Regions from separate parts of the Mus musculus genome. Here region 2 is linked to region 1. The links are chromatin contacts, called in public promoter capture Hi-C maps. All regions are on one chromosome and are shown on one strand. The core of a region is the stretch at or near the end of the contact, and the rest is flanking DNA. Distances in the headings are between cores, read along the strand shown.

Region 1 (3,117 bases), core at 453-2,952:
GAGAGAGCGCTAGGGATCTGATCTACATCCTTGTATAAGCTGCGGACAGTCTACCACTGAGCCACGCCCCCAGCCCCTCACTGGGGGATTCTAGGCAGGGGCTCTACCACTGAGCCACGCCCCCAGCCCCTCACTGAGCATTTTGGGCAGGGGCTCTACCACCGAGCCACAGCCCAGCACTTTGCTGGGAGGATTCTGGACAAGAACTCTGAGCTACATTTTCAGGAATCTCCCCCGACCCTGCGCCCATCTGAGACTGGTTCTCACTATATGGTTTAGGCTGGATTCAAAGTCTTGTACCTATTGCTTGGGGCTGGAATTATAGTCTCCCACACCATCTGGCTTTAGGACTGTTGTTAGGAAAGAGTGAGCCACCCACTCTGTTGACTTGCTATCTGGTCTAATATAGTCCTATAGATACATAACTCACAGGTACCTTCTAGCATGGGTACCCCAATATATCACACTCAACTCTCTTTACCTTCTTCCCTAAATTGCCCATCCCTTCCCGAGAGTTCCTCCAATCCCAACTTAGTTCTTTTGTCTGTTACCAAGTCTTGTGATGTAGCCCAGGCTGACCAATACTCCTGCTTCCAACTTCCTAGAACTGGAATCGCAGATATGCACTGCCGTGCTCAGCCTGGCTCTGTTTTATTTTGTGGAATGTCCACCCTTCCCAAGTTCTCATGGGTCTCGGAGGCCGGGTTTACTCTTCACAGAGTAGATAGCCCCTTCATGGGATGCGCGTCTTAGACCTAGGACCTTTTTTCACACCCCCCATCCATGTCTCCCTCGGGCTCTGAAGGGTTTGGAGGACCCCCACTTTATGGGGAGGGGTGTTCAGCGCCTCCTCCCAAAGGAATCTGAAGTGTGCCTCATGGATACCGGCGACATTCAACAAATGGTTAGCTCACAGCCTCCTCTTCACCTGGATTTGAAAATACTCTTGTCTTCTAACCTTCCCTCCACACCGTGACTAACGAGAAAGACCAGAATATTCCACATTGCTGTCAACTGGCCTGTGCTGTGGGTGCTACTATCAGATGCAGAACCCCGTTTGTACTTTCTGGGTTACTGTTGTCACTATGAAGCTTAGGCTGGCCCCAAATTCACAATCAGCATGTGGAGCCTTGGGATTATAGGGGTCACTACCACACAAGCTAGGCTTAAGTGTGTGTGTGAGAGGGGGCTTATGCACACGCGTGTGCATGGGTAAATTGAGGCTAGAGAGTAACATAGGGTGTCCGGCTCTAGTCCTCTTGTTTTCTTACCTCCATTCAAGGTTTCCCTCACTGAACCTTGAGCCCGGTCAGAAGCCCCAGGGCTGGAGGCTCTAAGGATGGGGTTAAGTGTCATGGCAGGCTTTTTATATGGGTGTCAGGTTTCTGTAGCACACACTTTTACCACAGAACCTTGCTTAACTTTCCTTGAGTCCAAGATCTACCTCTGAAAAATGGAGATAGTGATATCTCACAGTGTCACGGTGTTTGATCAAAGACTGGGTACTGAGAGGGACCAAATCCTCCTCCACCTTGGTATGGAAAGTGCAAAATGTGTATAAGAGCCCACAATGTAAGATTTAGTGTTTGGAAACATGTGTGTCCCTGGGGGTACCCCCGGCTTGGTAGCCACCTCCTCAGTCCTGGACCGCTGAGGGTTAAAAAGAAAGACCCACGCCCCCTTCGACTGCGCAGAGCCCACCTCGCCGAATTTGAAAAGGCGGCCCTGGAGAGGCGTGGGCGCCCCCCCCCCCCAAGACGACTTCCACCTCCGACCCTGACTTCACGCCATCACCGGCTAGCTCCCTGCGCTCCAGCCTGGGGCAACAGGGTCAGTCCAGCGGTCTGGGGCACTCCTGATCGGCTCCCGGCTCCCGGGACCCTAGGTCCCCGCGGGAGAGCGGTGCAAAATGAAGCTGGTTTTGCTGTTACCATGGGCGTGCTGCTGCTTGTGCGGGTCGGCGCTGGCCACCGGCTTTCTCTACCCGTTCCCGGCAGCAGCCTTGCAGCAGCACGGCTACCCGGAGCAGGGCGCCGGCTCCCCCGGCAACGGCTACTCGAGTCGCCGGTGAGTAACGCCAGTGGCCGGGCCTGGGGGCACGATGGTTGGATCCCGGGACAGCGGGGGCTCGGAAGAGCCGTGACCGGGTACTAGTAACGCAGGACAGTGAGCCAGGGTCCCGGAGGGTTGGATCCAGCGACATCAGGGGCTGTGAAGAACATTGGCCCGGTGCTGGGGGACGCGGGATAGCGGACCAAGGACTGGACCACAGAAAAGGTGGTCGAATGTTAGGAAGCAGAGGCTCGACGGCGTGAGGGCCAGATCGTGGGACAACAGAGGATCCGAGGAGTTGAGGTCTGTTGGGTGTTGGGGTCGAAAGGCATCGAGTTTGAGGCGCCGCGGAGCTGGATCGTCGGGCAGTGGGGATTCTGAGGCGTAATGGCTAGGGGCTGGGGGCGCAGGAACTAGATCAAAGGACAGTGAGGACTCCGAGGAGTGGTGGCTGGATGTTGGGGTATTCAGGACACGGGGGCGTGAGAATTAGAGCCAGTGCGCGCTCCAAGGCGCAGTGACCCCCTGCTGAGTGCTCTGTGTTTGGGGACGCACCACAGAGACTAAGAGGCGAAGTGGTCCAGTGATTGGGAAGAAAGGACACGGGACTTGTACCACGAGGCCTGAGGGCACGGAGACCGAAAGCGAGATGGGGAACAGTGGGGTGGCCTCCGAGGCACAGTAGCCCAGTGCTAAGGACGCAGGCCTGGGGACTACGGACGCCTGGAACGCACGACCGTAGGAGCCTTGTGGTCGGGTGCAGGAGAGGGAATAGATATTGTGATCATTTGCTGGGACCCCGGGCCTAAAGAGTTCGGGGAGCCAACTTGTGTGAGAGGGGTTCTGGAAACCTGGGGCCTCAGACTTGGTGGTCTCCGGTCGCGCCCACCCGTCCTTTCCCTTTTTTTTTTTTTTTTGCCCTGTGCCCATCGGCCCTGGGCTTCGAATGGAGATGGCACCGACTTGCATCCGGGAGTCGTAGAGGGAGCTCCCGGGACTCACAAGACTCCGGGTTCAGTCCCCACGGAGTAGCCCGGCTCACCTGCGCGGCCTTGGCTTTGTGTT
Region 2 (3,055 bases), core at 20-2,519, 1.1 Mb before region 1:
CACACACACACACACACGTGTCTGTGTATCATATGTGTACAGTAGCAAAAGAGGACAGAAGAGGGTGACAGATCCCCTGGCACTAGAGTTATAGGTAATTATAAGCTCTTACATGGGTGTGGGAACTAAACACGGGTTCTCTTCAAGAGCAGTAACTACTTTTAACCACTAAGTCTTCTCTCCAGCCCCTTTAGAAAATACCTAACATTCAAAATACAATGCTTTATTATAAACGGGTATAAATAAATAGTTATGTAGCATTCTGAGAATGTACCAGTGTTTTAAAATTGGCTTGGTTTAAGAATCTTCACCCAAAAATTTATGTGCAGTGAACAGCCTTATTCCCCCATCCTGGAACTCATGTGGCTCCCCCAGATTCCCTCCTTCTTCTCTCCTAGAGGCTCTTGCCTTACCTCACTACAGAGGAAAGTCCTGGTTTCCTCATAGAGTTTTCTAACCTGCCTCTGCATTTTCCCCGGGGATCTCTTCCATTTCCCTCCAGAGTCAGACAAGTGTGTTCAGCCCAGGGAAGAAAGGGAGGGGAAGAGTAGAGGAAACTGTATGGTCCATAGTCAAGTCCACTGTCTGACTCCACTGTAAGAATAACACACCTTAGAGGCATCTACCATTTACTACACAGACCTCCAGCCCAATGATGGTAGTAACGGGTTTGCAAAGTTGCCAGTTACCATAGTTCACCCTTCTAGAAGCATTCGGGAAGTCACTGGACTTGTGTTAAGTAAGACCTTAAAGACCGTGGAGCTGAGGACTAGCAGTGTAGCTCAGTGCTTGCTCTGCATGCATGAAGCCTACAATAAAGAAAGATTTTTAAAAAGAATCCAGTAGACAGCATATGCTTGCCTTGAACTTTTGCACCTCTATCTGCCTCTAGCTCCCTTGTGTTGGGATAATAGGCATGAGATACTTGGTTTATGTGGTGCTTAGGACTGAATTGAAGGCTTCCTGCATCCACAACAAGCATCCTCTCAACCGAGCCACACCAGTCGTTCTCAGATTCATGAACTAAGTTAATTGGCAACGTTACAAACCCCTAAGTACTGGATATATGGGAATCCCAGGTACATGAAGGGTCCTTCGTGTGGCCCAACATTTTATTTTCTGCCTTCCCTTTGCTTCTCTCCCAATCTTCCTTAGTTTTGCCCACTCACCAGTCTCCTGAAAGACTGCAGGACCCAGAAGGAGAGGCAGGGACAGCAGGACAGGCACCATTGCTACGGTAGTGCCCGGGAGAACAGTCTACACAGGAAATGAGGCTCTTGCCTTGAGGTCTGGCATCCTGCCCGGGGGAGGTGATTCCACAGCCAATGAGAGAGGCTAAAGAAATTCCTCCCCAGAGAGCAATGAAAAGAGCCACACAAACAGGTTGGGCAGAGGTTTGATCACAGGGTTCACACACAGGAGCTGATAACTGAGAGCAGAGAAAGCCAGTCTAAGGATCATATGTGTCACCCATATGAAAGTATACCAGTGGAGTGGAGGTCTGTATAGTAAGTGGTAGATGTCTGAAAGGTGTGTTATACTGTGACATTCCTACCCTGGTGTCAGCAGGGGGATGTGGGTGTTGTAAGACCATGTAAGAAGAGATGAATTCTTCCTTCTAGAGAAGTTTTGAACATGTCAAAAGCGTGGACCTAGTAGACTACATCTTGTGAAACCAAGGGGAAACCTAAATGCACCCCCCAGCTCCCCTTGCTTTTAGTAGACTTTAATGATAGACCAACGGAGACAGGGTCTCATGTGTCCTAGGCTGGCCTTCCTGGGTAGCTGATAACGATCCTTCTACTTCCCAGGACCTGGGATTACAAGCCTGTGCTGCCATACTCGGTTTATGCTGTGCTGGGGATGGAACCTGGGACTTCACGCATGCTAGGCAAGCGATTTGTCAACTGAGCTACATCCCAACCTCTTAGTTGACTTTAAAGATCACTAATTTTGGAACTCATGTGGTTGAACGGTGTATTCTCCCACTAGCTTTGCTATGAAGGCTAGAAAGCCATTGAAAGTGGAGGCTCCAGGTGGCAAAGACCACCCAGACTAAGAGCTGCAGAGAAGAAAGCAGGTAGCCACTTTACCCTAGATAATGGGAAGACTGTGGGACATAGAGAAGAGCCACTCCCCCCAACCCCCAGGAGGAAAAGAAGGAGACATTCTCTGGTGACTTCAGTTAAAGGGTCATCTACAGCAAAACTATCAGGAAGGTAGTAATGTATTGCCACTGTGTGAGCAGTTAAACCAGGGAGTTCATTCAGGGTTTCTCTTGGTAGCAGGTTTATTGCATGGAGCACCAGGATTCATTGCACCCTTTGGATGATGTTAAGGTTAATACGATTGCCAGTTTGGTAGTGTCTAGAATCATCATGGAGATAGGCTTCTGTTGTCTCTATAAAGGATTTTCTAGACCGGGGTTAACTGAGATGCGAAGCCCCACCCCGGATGTGAATGGTACCATCCTATGGGCTCTGGTCTCTGACTAGATGGGAAAAGAGAAAGTGAGCTGAATGCCAGCTTGTCTTTCTGTGCTTCCTGACCGCAGGCGCAATGTGGCTGATGGCTTCATGTTCTTGCCACTGTTTCTTCCTTACCACGACAGAGTGTGTTCTTGAACTATGAGCCAAAATAAACTTTCCTCAAGTTGCACTTGTCAAGTGTTTTGTCACAGAAATTAGTAATTAATACCATATTTAATCTTTGTATGTATGTATGTATGTATGTATGTATGTATGTATGTATGTGTGTGTGTATTTATCTCCTATCTCCTATCTATAATATCTGCCTGTCTGTCTATTTATAGCTATTATTTCTCTATGTATGTATGAATGAATCTATCTATGTATCTATCATCCATCTATCTCTATATACAATCTATCATCATAATTCTGTCTCTGTCTCTGTCTTTCTCTCTTTCTGTATACATCCCACTGCATCAGAAGACAGTTTGTAGGAGTCAGTTCTTTCCTTCTACTATGTGTGCCCTGCATATCAAACTCAGGTTCTCAGGTTTGCAGCAAGTGCCTCTATCTGCTGAGCCATTTGG

What was found. Capture Hi-C pulls out chosen DNA fragments and counts their contacts.
Region 2: a promoter capture Hi-C map of liver shows a contact between it and region 1, with 2.7 times the contacts expected there. The contact joins the promoter of Azgp1 here to the promoter of Col26a1 in region 1.

What each region holds. Positions count from the first base shown.
Region 1 is chr5:136,881,800-136,884,916 of GRCm38.p6, reverse strand. Col26a1 (collagen, type XXVI, alpha 1) reads left to right here and starts at 1,702. Exons shown (of 13, transcript NM_001346699.1): 1 at 1,702-2,067. The coding sequence starts at 1,910.
Region 2 is chr5:137,979,735-137,982,789 of GRCm38.p6, reverse strand. Azgp1 (alpha-2-glycoprotein 1, zinc) reads right to left here and starts at 1,269. Exons shown (of 4, transcript NM_013478.2): 1 at 1,170-1,269. The coding sequence starts at 1,230.